Linked DNA regions of Mus musculus: region 2 is linked to region 1. A link is a contact called in public promoter capture Hi-C data. All regions are on one chromosome and are shown on one strand. The core of a region is the stretch at or near the end of the contact, and the rest is flanking DNA. Distances in the headings are between cores, read along the strand shown.

The links. Promoter capture Hi-C pulls out the DNA fragments that hold promoters and counts their contacts.
Region 2: a promoter capture Hi-C map of liver shows a contact between it and region 1, with 2.1 times the contacts expected there. The contact joins the enhancer-like site here to the promoter of Pck1 in region 1. A contact is called at or near these places in 3 of 39 promoter capture datasets (the 3T3-L1 cell line, the HPC-7 cell line and liver) and 1 of 9 other capture datasets (embryonic stem cells).

Annotation. Positions count from the first base shown.
Region 1 is chr2:173,150,382-173,155,973 of GRCm38.p6, reverse strand. It overlaps Pck1 (phosphoenolpyruvate carboxykinase 1, cytosolic), which reads right to left and starts at 2,901. Exons shown (of 10, transcript NM_011044.3): 1 at 2,803-2,901; 2 at 2,362-2,626; 3 at 1,858-2,039; 4 at 1,070-1,273; 5 at 610-797; 6 at 1-36. The coding sequence starts at 2,585.
Region 2 is chr2:173,975,838-173,981,573 of GRCm38.p6, reverse strand. No RefSeq gene overlaps it. Among named protein-coding and RNA genes, the nearest start is that of Gm30143, 41 kb to the left of the region's middle. Within about 2 kb of position 3,848, at least 58 of the 459 cell types and tissues checked have an H3K27ac peak or open chromatin away from gene starts, as enhancers often do. A contact at or near this core is called in liver, where this site is marked.

The sequences.
Region 1 (5,592 bases), core at 1,652-4,151:
TTTCTTCTTGCCTTCGGGGTTAGTTATGCCCAGGATCTGCAGGGATGGACGGGATCAGCTTTAGTGTCTCTGGTCCTTGGCATGCATGTAGAAAACTCACAATAAAACCCATTACTCTGTATCCTTCATATGGTAAAAGAGAGAAATGAAGGGTGTGTATCTTCAACATAAACCTAGGACTGTCTTCCAAACTAGCGGAGGGTGGGAGGGGGCAGAAAATGAAAAGGAAGATGCTGAGGAATAAATGGGAGGGAGGTGGGGGAGGGGGTTGAGTTCGGTGCTGTTGTCTAAGAAAGGAAGATCTGTGTTCCTTCCTGCAGCAAAGGTCTGGGAAAGCGCGTAGGGTCTTCCCAAAGGCAGATCGCCATGATCCATCCCTCACGCATCAGGATAAACTAATGGGGTACCAAAGAATAAAATCCCCCAGGGTCACTGCAGCCCCAGTGTGTCTGAGTCCCTTTCAAAGAGACAAACGCTGGGGTACTTAGAGTCAACTTGGTATTGCTCCACTCTGCCCTCAAGTCCCCAGATGTTGGGGAACCTTGACATAGCTCACCTATGCCACCCCAGGCCCTCCAAATTTCCTCCCAGGGTTCCCTGACCACATACCAGCATATGCTCCGCCAGCCACCCTTCCTCCTTAGCCAGACGGCTGGCGATCCGCAACGCAAAGCATTTCTTCCCGAGTAGTGAGTTCCCACCATATCCGCTTCCAAAGGAGATGATCTCTCTGCGGTCCGGGAGGTGGGCGATCAGGGTCAGCTCAGGGTTGCAGGCCCAGTTGTTGACCAAAGGCTCTGCAAACAAGCAAGCCACAGTGAGCTTGTGGTGCACATCCCTGCCCAAGTCTCCAGGCTGGCCTCGAACCAGCTACGGAGCTGAGAAGGACCTGAAACTTCTGGTTCTCCTGACTCCTGCGTGCTGGGGTGGTAGGCCTGACCCAGCATGTTCAGTTTATTTGGTGTCTGGGATCAAACTCAGGGCCTCATGCACGCCAGGAGAGCACCCCACCCGCTGAACCCTTCCCCAACTTCTCCCTCCACCTTCGATCTGGAAAGAATGTACTTACTTTTTAAGGGGAGAGGGCACCCCACAGAGTGCAGGCACTTGATGAACTCCCCATCTCCCAGGGCCTCCAGCACAGATATGCCCATCCGAGTCATGATCCGCATGCTGGCCACCACATAGGGCGAGTCTGTCAGTTCAATACCAATCTTGGCCAGCGGCGAGCCCAGTGGCCCCATGCTGAATGGGATGACATACATGGTGCGGCCTGCAGAGGCGGGTGGGCAGAAATAGGTAAGAAGTCACGGAGGCCCACTGAGCATCCTCGGCTCCTCCTCCTAATGGTACCCACAGCCGTGTCTTCCACATCATGCCTTTTGGCCACGAACCTCTGGTCTAGGAGGCCGTCGGAAACTGCAAAGTGCTGAAATTAAACTTTTCATAACCCTCCTGTTTGGCAGCTTAACATCCACATGGGTGGGAAGCATTTTATGTATTTTCTATTTTGTCTATTAAGGATTGAACCCAGGGCCTTGGAAATTCTAGGCAAACACTCTACCACGGAACCATAGCTACAGCTACCTTTTGAGTTTTTCTTTTGAGACCAAGTGTAAATTGCTCAGGCTGGCAGAAACTTGGAATGCTCCTGCCTCGGCTTCCGTGTCTGGGCTGACAGGCCTGAGCCACCAGGACTTGCAGAGAACATTTTAATATTCCTGTGTGTCACCACCCATGAAACAGAACCAGACAGTGCACTTCACACGTGGGCCACGCTTTGCAGCTCAGGTCGCCATTAGGAACATGAACTATGTACACAGCACACTGTCAGGCCTGGGGTCTGGTCTCACCCACCTTTCATGCACCCTGGGAACCTGGCGTTGAATGCTTTCTCAAAGTCCTCTTCCGACATCCAGCGGCCCAGCTGGCTGAGGCCAGTTTTGGGGATGGGCACTGTGTCTCTCTGCTCTTGGGTGATGATGACTGTCTTGCTTTCGATCCTGGCCACATCTCGAGGGTCAGTGAGAGCCAGCCAACTGAAAAAGTCACAGGGACTCCTTCAGCAAGGTATCCTCGGGGATGTACCTCTCTTGCCCACGCCAGGTCCTTCCAAGCCTTGCGGGAAACAAGGACAACAGGAGCTTGACCAGGTGGACATTAGCTAGACTGTGACCTGGCCCTGGGGAAAGGAGTTGCTTTGTATAGTTATCCAGAATCTAGTGGCTGGCTATGCTAACCTCACAGGGCATCTCTTAAGCTTCTCAGGTGTTTGCTACGGCAAGGTCTTCATTCTCCAAACGCTAAGAAGATAGAGTTAGGGAGGCTGTGGGCCAGAGAGTTAGGGCTGAGGGGACTCACCAGTTGTCATATTTCTTCAGCTTGCGGATGACACCCTCCTCCTGCATGTGGGCCAGCAACTGCCCGTACTCCTCCTCGGAGCCATCGCAGATGTGGATATACTCCGGCTGGCACAGCTGAGCATTGCCTTCCACGAACTTCCTCACTGCCTGGGGCAGGCTGTCGAGGCTGCCCTGGATGACCTTGGCAGAGAAGTCCAGACCGTTATGCAGCTGAGGAGGCATAATTGCAATGGTGTGGAGAGAGGCAGGAACTCTGGTGCCACCTGAAACAGAAAAAGGGACTCATGAACACCATGGAGCACCCATGGGCCCCTTCTCGGTCCTTCCGTAGACTTTGCATGGGTTGCAAGTGGCTAGGGAGCCATGGCTGTCAGGGTAAAGAACATGAGTGGGCCCCTCATTGTATTTTTGGAGAGGTGAATGAAATGACCCTGCCTACCTTTCTTCCTTTTGGAAGGTCTGGATCAGAGATCGCTGAGCGCCTTGCCGGATTTCCCCTGTTGACCGAGGGTGTGTTCCCAGAGGGAAGGCCAACTGTGCTTGGTAGCCCGCCCTCCTTGCTTTAAATACTATATAGAAGGGAGGACAGCCCTGCCCCTCAGCTGGACCCGGAGGCTCGCCTCTGACGTAAGGGGCAGGCCTTTGGATCATAGCCATGGTCAGCACGGTTTGGAACTGACTTAACACAATAAACTCCAGGGAGATAATGATTGAACTTGTGGTTGTTAATGAATGTTGGGAGGCCTCAGGCCCCTCTATCAGCCATAGTGAGTCCTTACACAACATTTGATTGACTAAACTTTGACCCTGCCTGTTGCTGATGCAAACTGCAGGCTCTTGCCTTAATTGTCAGGTGGGGGTCAAGGGCAGGCCTAGCCGAGACGCCTCTTGGACTTCATATGTTGCTGGCTGCACATTTTGTGTGCCGGTGGCTGCTGGTTGTCAAAACACCACAGCTGTGAGGTGTCACTCCCACGGCCAAAGGTCATGAGAAGGAAATTCAGCTCTGAGCCATGAGACTTCTAGATAATGTCTGTACCTGCTGAGTTAGCTGGGGTGTGTTACCTCACTAGGTGTGTGGTGGATTCTCTGGCCATCCCAAGATGAACACTGCAGAGATTAGGAGTGGCTGTAAGCTTTGTTCTGACAGGACAATACCTGACTCACAGTAATCACTCATACGTACATACTGACCCCTGCTCTAAATGTTTTCTGTCATATCATTCATTACTACCTCTTGAAATGGAACTCTGATGATCCCGGGTACAGACCAGGAAACTGAGGCAGAAAGGTCACTAAACAGGTCCCAGCCGGCTGGCGAGAGCCAGAAGAGTATGCATCAGGCAGGCTGGGCTACAGAGGACTGTGGGGTCCCTTGGGAGGACTGCTGTCTGTTGTAGACCCTTCAGTGTCTTCTTCAAGAAGTTCTGCGTTAGACACCATCACCCTTGGAGCTGCCTGGAATCGTCTTGAATGCCCAAGTGTCTGGAGAAAGGAGGGGAGGGGGCTTGGCCGTGCTGCTGGGTGGCACTTGAGCAACAAGACCTTTACCACAGTTGTAAAGACTTCTCTGCGAGCCACAGACCTTCATGCCAATTGAGCGAGCTGAGAGCTTGCTTGTCGGAGTTCAGAAGTGAGTGAGAAGTCAATGGGAGAGAGCCCATGGGCAGGCCCGGCTCCCACAGCTGGCCTCAGAGTAAGGGGCAGAGACATGGCCCACTTCCCTGTAGGCAGGAGGATGGTGACAGGCAACTTTGTGACTCTGCTTACTAAGACTTGTGTCAGATTTGAGGCACTGTGAGAGCCATCCCAAACAGAGTGCTTTTGGCCTGAACTATGGGGGCTTGACTCACTCTGCAAAGCTGTGTGAAGAGCTACTGCCTCCTGCACCCCAACTGCCAGCATTCTGGGGGTCCGTCCACTGGACCTTCCGTGTCGGTACAGAAGAAGTGGCTTCCTCTTCAGGTCACTGAGACTGCTCATGAAGGGTGGCCTCACCCTATGTAAACTATAGGCTGTCAACCCAGCCAGAGTGTCCTGCTCAGTGTCTCCATATCAGGCACGGGCTAAACCAGCCTTTCCAGTGCACACTTCCTCTGAGAGTCTTGGCCAGTCTCCACTCCACTGCTAAAACTGCCGTTTGTTTCAACTTAACCCTGGAAGGTTAAGTTGGGAAAAAAAAAGGAGAGACTATTAATTCAGCTGGAGTTTTAATCACTCTACATACATCCAAGGTACCTCTGCTGTGGGCCTCCTGGGAGGGATATAGTAGCCCAATGATGGTGGAGGAGCAGGGGTCCCCACGACCTTCCAATTAGTCCAAATCCCCACATACACTATGCTGGATCTTGTCAAAACTGGGTTTCAAAATGACCTGGGGGTCCATGATCCTCTAGGAGAACTGAGACATACAGCAGGATTCTGAGGACAGTCAGGCAAAGCTGGCTAGCGTGTCCTCACCCCTAACTGAGGACATCTTGAGGTCCGGTCTTCCCTTGTCTTTGGTGATTTCTTGCCCGCAAGAGGCCTCACTGGGCAGCCCTCTGTCCCCTTCCCAGGGAGGCACTGTGAGCCACGGCATCTTCCTACTGCTTCATCTTGAAGAAGTCTCAAAGGGACTGCTGGGTGTTGGTTGCCAGCTGCCCTGCTGGGGGCGTCCCAGAGAGTGCCCAGCCCACCTTATGTGACGTTCAGTGCTTGTACAGGACAGGCAGAGGGCCATGGGTTCCCACAGGGTGGGAGTTTCCCATGTGGTTTCTCACACAGACATATGGAGGCCCCCTAGACTCTCAGGGGTTCCTTAGACTCATGTTCCCTTAAGTCAAAGTGGCTTTCTGTCAAGTCTGTAAACAGTTGCTTCCAGATGTAAAGCTGCTTTAAAGAGGAAGAGAGGAAGGCCAGACACTCAGAAACAGACTCAAAATTATACTGCTGTATTAGTCAAGGTTCTCTAGAGTATCAGAACATATGGTCTGTCTGTCTATCTATCTATCTATCTATCTATCTATCTATCTATCTATCTATCATCTATCTATCATCTATCTATCTATCTATCTATCTATCTATCTATCTATCTATCTATCTATCTATCTATCTATCATCTATCATCTATCTATCATCTATCTATCTATCTATCTATCTATCTATCTATCTATCATCTATCTATCTATCATCTATCTATCTATCTACCTTTCTATCTACCTATCTATCTATCATCTATCTATCTATC
Region 2 (5,736 bases), core at 2,599-5,098, 820 kb before region 1:
ACACCTATTCCAACAAGGCCACACCTTCTAATAGTGCCACTCCCTGAGCTGAGCCTATACAAACCATCTAAGGACCTGACCATATTCACCTTACACTGATGCCGTGGCTGGCTTGGTCTGGCTTGGTCTTCTGCAGATCATGCTCTGGTAAGCAGCTGTATTGCATTTATGATGGCCACACCAGACGGAGTCCAGAGGTTACTGAGTCACAGGACCCCTCTCCATTTTCTGGCTTTTGCTTTCTTTTTTATCTCTCTTCCCTCAAAGTTCGCTGAGCTTCATAGTGATGTCCCAACATGGGCTAAGAGCCGAGTCTCTTGTTCTGCTTCTCTCCGTCGGCTGTCACCAACTGCTTTTCTGGCTTGTTGAGAACAGCTCAAGGGTATTGGTATGTCATAAATATTTAGAGACATAATTTGACATAAGATAACAACAGCGCGTTCCTCCCTAGGCCTTTGACCTCCCCAGTCAAGGGCTTTGACTATGAAATACCAGACCTGATATCGCCTCCTGTAGAACAGGCCTTAAATCCCGTCTGAAATTGGTCAGTTACCCCACAGTGCTCATTCCACTGACCCTGCCTTGTGGGCTCATCTTACATAGCAGGTCGATATTGTAGCACACAGGTCCAGCATTCTCAATGCTTGTGAGAAAAGTCTGACCACAGTTTCTTCAAAACATAGGATTGCTCTCAGAATGTGTTTTTCTGCCCTCTTGCATGTGGTAGGTAGGAATGGGTTGCTCCAATTTACCCACTGATTCTTGTTTTTGTTATTCAGAATGTTTACAGCCTGGACCTATGTCGCCTTTACTCAGGTGACCCTCAGAGTATAAATTGTCTGTTCGATGCTCTAAATGGAAGTTGGTTGTTCCCTGAGACTTGAGTCTGTGTCATTCATCGGCTCCGCTCTCACAGGTCCCACTGCCTCTAGTGTGGTGACAGATACTGTACCTCCTGGATCTGGAGATGGAAGCGAGGCATCATGCAGGTGCTGGGAATCCAACCCAGGTCCTCTGGGGGGAAAAAAATCAATAATGTTAACCACTAAGCCATTTCTCCAGCAGTGTGAGCTCTCTATGTCTTACAGACAACGTGTGTGGTGTCTACAGGGTTTTATCACGTAATTAAGTGGATGGCAAAGGGCAACTGCATAGCCGGTCTTGTTCTGCCATCTTCTGTGACCTTCCTGACCCAGGAAGGGGTCCCTTCTACTGAGACTTTCGTTTAATAACCCAAGTTGTCTGCGAATGATATTGTCCACCCCTCTGGGGTGATTCCACGTGAATTCCGTTTCCCTTTGCTAAGCTGTGGTTTTGAAGTTACCGTAGTAATTCCTGAGCTTCTCTAGGGCTTTTGTATACAACTCTGGTTTTGGTTAACCCACTCCCACGGACCGCCCCACCTCCCATGCATATCGCTTAAATCTCCATAGCCTCCCTTCTTTCAACTCCTATCTGTTCTACTAACCCTCTGATTATTAGTGTTTGGGGCTCTTTTGTGAGTCAGTAGACCTCCATGTGACCCTTCAAGCCCCCTTCCTTTGGGTTACTCTCCCCCTCCCTCAAAGGCCCCCTTCTTGTTTCCTGGCTTCTGCCCATGGCTCAAGGGAAATACACAAGGTGTGAAGCTGGGATCTGCATGCAAGAAGCTGAGCTTTTTGGCTTCTAGGGATAACTTTCTGACCTCACACAGTTGTTTTAGCCTAGGCTGGAACTCCTAGTTCTTCTGCCTGTACTTTTCTATACGCTGGGATGGCAGAAATAGGTAGCTTTGGAATCGCCAAGTATCAAATTCAAACATTCTCGAGTTGTGGTATACAGGGAAGACAGTGAGTGGGAGTCTGAAAAGGCTGTGAGTCCCTCACAGGAGCTTTACCCCAAATGAGATGCATTTAGTAAGCATCCTTCATGATCCTGTGAAAAAAGACCATGGCCTCTTGACCACCAGACCCAAAGCCTGACTAGACCCTGCAACCAACTAACCAACACTGGTTCCGCAGCACTGCAGCCCAGTTCAGATTCAAGCGGCAAGCATTCAGGACTGTCCGTGTCCCTATTTGCTAAGCTGGAACTGCAGGATGAACTGGACCTATAGGAAGAATAACCTCCAAATAAAAGGCCCAGTGAGCTACATTTTGTCCAACTGCTCCTTTGTGGAAGGTTTCCCTGCTGCCCCTGAGGCACACTCACCGGTGGGTTTTTGGGTTTTTTTTTGTTGTTGTTGTTGTTGTTTGTTTTTTGTTTTTCTATTCTGGTCAGTACCAATTATAGCTTCTGTATGTTCTAGTGTTTTCTGTGAAGAGACCTGTGTGGACTCTCTTCCTGACAGTCGTCTATGGAGTGCTAAGATGGGTTTTCTGACTGAATAACAATCTCTCCAAATCCCTGGGTCCACAGGCAGGTTTTCTTCCTTCCCTCTTTCAGTATCCTTTGTGTATGTGTGTGAATGCATGTATGTGTGTGCATTCATGCATGCATACAGGTGTGTGTCCATATGCATGTTCATGTGTGCTATGGCATACTCGTGGGGGTTAGGGAACAACTCCCTGAACTCAGTCCTCCCTTTCCACTGGTTCCACAGGCCATACTTACACCTCCAGGTTTGTGCATTTTTGCAAGAGCCTTTACCCACTGAGCCATCTCATTAGCCCTTAAAGAGGTATGTGTTGTATCAGGACACACCAATGCTGAAGAACACAGGACCATTTCAGGAGGGTAGGGCTGGGAGGTGGTTAGACCACTCCATATCTGAACCCTAGATGTCTGCCCTAATTTCACAGAGCTGGTGGCTTCCAAGATCATCACAGTGAAGGAAGCAGGAAGGAATGTGGGGTGGGAAGAAGCATAGAAACTGCCTTTTTTTCCTGCTCTGTCGGCACATTTATAACAAAATTGTAACTGTATAATGTTATGGTATTATTTAACTGACGTGTGTACTTTGGAATGTTTATAGCCACCATAAATCAAGAGGCCGCCAAAGCAGGGCAGTGGCCACAGGTAGACATTCCAAGGAAAACGTATGAAATAAGTAATGCAATCACAGAGCACCCACGTTCCAGCCCCAGCCAGAGATCGGAAAATGAAGCAGCCGTTGTCCAAATGCAGGCACCCCCAAAATGAGTTTTCTGGGAATGGAGGTGGCTGCGGCCTCCTCGCAAGCTCTCAGTGAAGATGCGGAGTGAGGACGGTTATTAAACCAGTAAGAACAAAATGGCTGACCCCAGAGAACACCTGGCTCTGCAGGCCCTGCTGCTGAGCTTAGTGACAACCCTCAGTGGCAGTAGCTTCCTATGCTGGGAGCTGGATCGTGATGGTATTTATTTCCCTATTTATGACTTCTGCCCAATTTACATTATCTAAAGAGAAGGATTTGCACTCCCTAAGGCATAAAATCCTATGGATTTACAAACTGTTCGATGCCTGCCCTCAGTAATTTTTTTTCGGGGCTTAAACTACTTTTATATCTTGACCAGTGGCTTGTAAAATGCACATCAAAATGAGTTCTGGCTAGATAAGGATCTGGCCATTAAAACTCTGTGGGCCCTTGGTCTGAAGGCAGCGGCCGTGCAATCCTCAGGACACTGTCGCTATTCTTTAATCCCCGGAGCTCTCATGCCTAACCTCACAGTGGGGAAGGTGAGCCCTGAAACTGGAGGTTTTGTTCGTTTTAAGTGTTTGCAAAACACCTTAGAGCCCCTCTGTCGGCCTTTGGGCCTTCAAGGCAAAAAAGTATAAGCTTAGGTGGTAAAAAAGAAAGCTAAAAGTTAAAAATTAACAAATAGGGATTAATCACACCCCAGAGGGCAGCAGGCTGTTTTTCCTCTTCTTGGACAGGTTGTATGATCTAACACACTGGAAGAAAATGCCCAGGTTGTTTCTCCCGGTGCCAGAGAGGATATAGTCTAGGGGAGTTTCTACCCATTCCACTTTTGTTGAGTTCAATTTTTCTCTGTTTATCAACTCAGGAATGTGGACGAATTTAGGATTTTCAGATGTAAGGGTCTGGCAGGGTAGGAAACTGGTGGTGCCGGGCTCTCTTTATTCAGGAAGATTCCAATTTCAGGGCCTGTCCAGGCTACGGGTGTGATTAGGAACAGCCCAGGCAACTTAGCCTAGTCTCAACATCAAAAGCAACAGGGCCCACAGGGCTCGGGCTGTAGATCTTTGGCTGAGTGAGAGACCTTGCATTCTAGCCCCAGTAACAAATGGAAGTAAGGGGGAGGGAGGGGAAGGGAGGGAGAAAAGAAAAGTAGGAGGGAGGGAATTTCCAACTGCTGCCTTGAGGCTCTGAAAATGGCTTTAAATTTTTAAAATAAGATAGAGCTCCTAAACCCGTAGCAAGGAACATTTACAAAGAGCTATTGAGAACGGAGACCCTGGGCACCTCTCAGTCTTTTACAGTCCCTCCATGCACCGAGATTCTGATCCTAAAAAACTACCTTCAGAGCATCAACAACAACAAAATCACAATAATCTCAAACTCTTGGCCTAGAATTTATATTTTAGCCTGGCACCGAAATAAAAACAAACAACAACAACAACAACAACAACAACAAATTGTCACATTCAACTTCTTTTGGGGGAACCTCTCATGCCCAAACCTCTGTAGGCTTGGGAGTCCTTTTTTTTTTTTTTTTGGTAAGGCTAGGGCAGGGGGATTTGATGGATGGCCCTCTCCTGGGGTGGGGGAGGTATCATCTGATGAGGCTCCAGCAGCCAGGATGGATGCACTTCCACCCTTCCTCCCTGCCCCTTGCAGCCTTGCTGTCTGCCCCTGGATGGGAAACAACAGTCCTGCTTAGCATCCTGCTTCTTCTAAATGAGACAGATAGGGATTGAGACAGTAGAACTCCAGGTGTTGGCGTTTGAGCCATTAGATTATAATTATGTTTTAAGAAAACCACTGCAAAAGCAAAAATAAAATTGAAAAAAACCTAACCCCCTAGAATTTAGATTTAGCACCCCCTCCCCTTTGTCCTCTGTCTGACTCCTCGTGTGGCCTCTCTCACCAGCCCTAGATGATTTATTATTTCAGAGACCCAGAGGGGACACAGCCCTGCCACTCTGTAAAGGTCACACTGTTAGTAGAGACTTTATCTGGGTCAGAGGCTGCCCTCGCATACCAGGGAAAAGCCCTCTATGAAGTTAATGAACAACCAGCCAGAGCAGGTCTGTGGCCAGCATTGCCGTGGTAGAGAATGGCTGGCCTTGTGGTGATCCAACTTCTGCACCACCCACCCACTCCTAACAGAGAGATTCCTGTTTTTATCACATCTGCAATGCTGGACCCACCCTGGGAATTCACTCTCCACGGAATGGTGTCTTTACAAAAACTCATTTAGCCCAGGCAGGCTTTCATTTTTTTTCTTCCCTGGTTGGGGGGTGGTCTCCATCTGAAGGAGAGAGAAGAAGGTTGACCTTGATGAGCAAACTACTGTCCCCAGGGTATCCAGGTTGTATCTAGGTTGGAATTTGGGGCCCATTCAGTATATAAGTAGTCACCTAGACATAAAAGGTCAAAAGTAGACAAAAGGCCAACTCCAAGCTGCTCCCCTCCCTTGTCTGACCACAAGGCAAGTGTTCTGAGAGTGTTGGGATTGAAAGAGCCTTAACAGCCCTTAGCATGCACCCCATCATGATGATCTTGGAGAGGGGAGCCTCATCTATAGAGACCACAGCCAAGGCTCACACTAACGAGCAGACTACATGATAAAACATCCACAAGGTGATTCATTA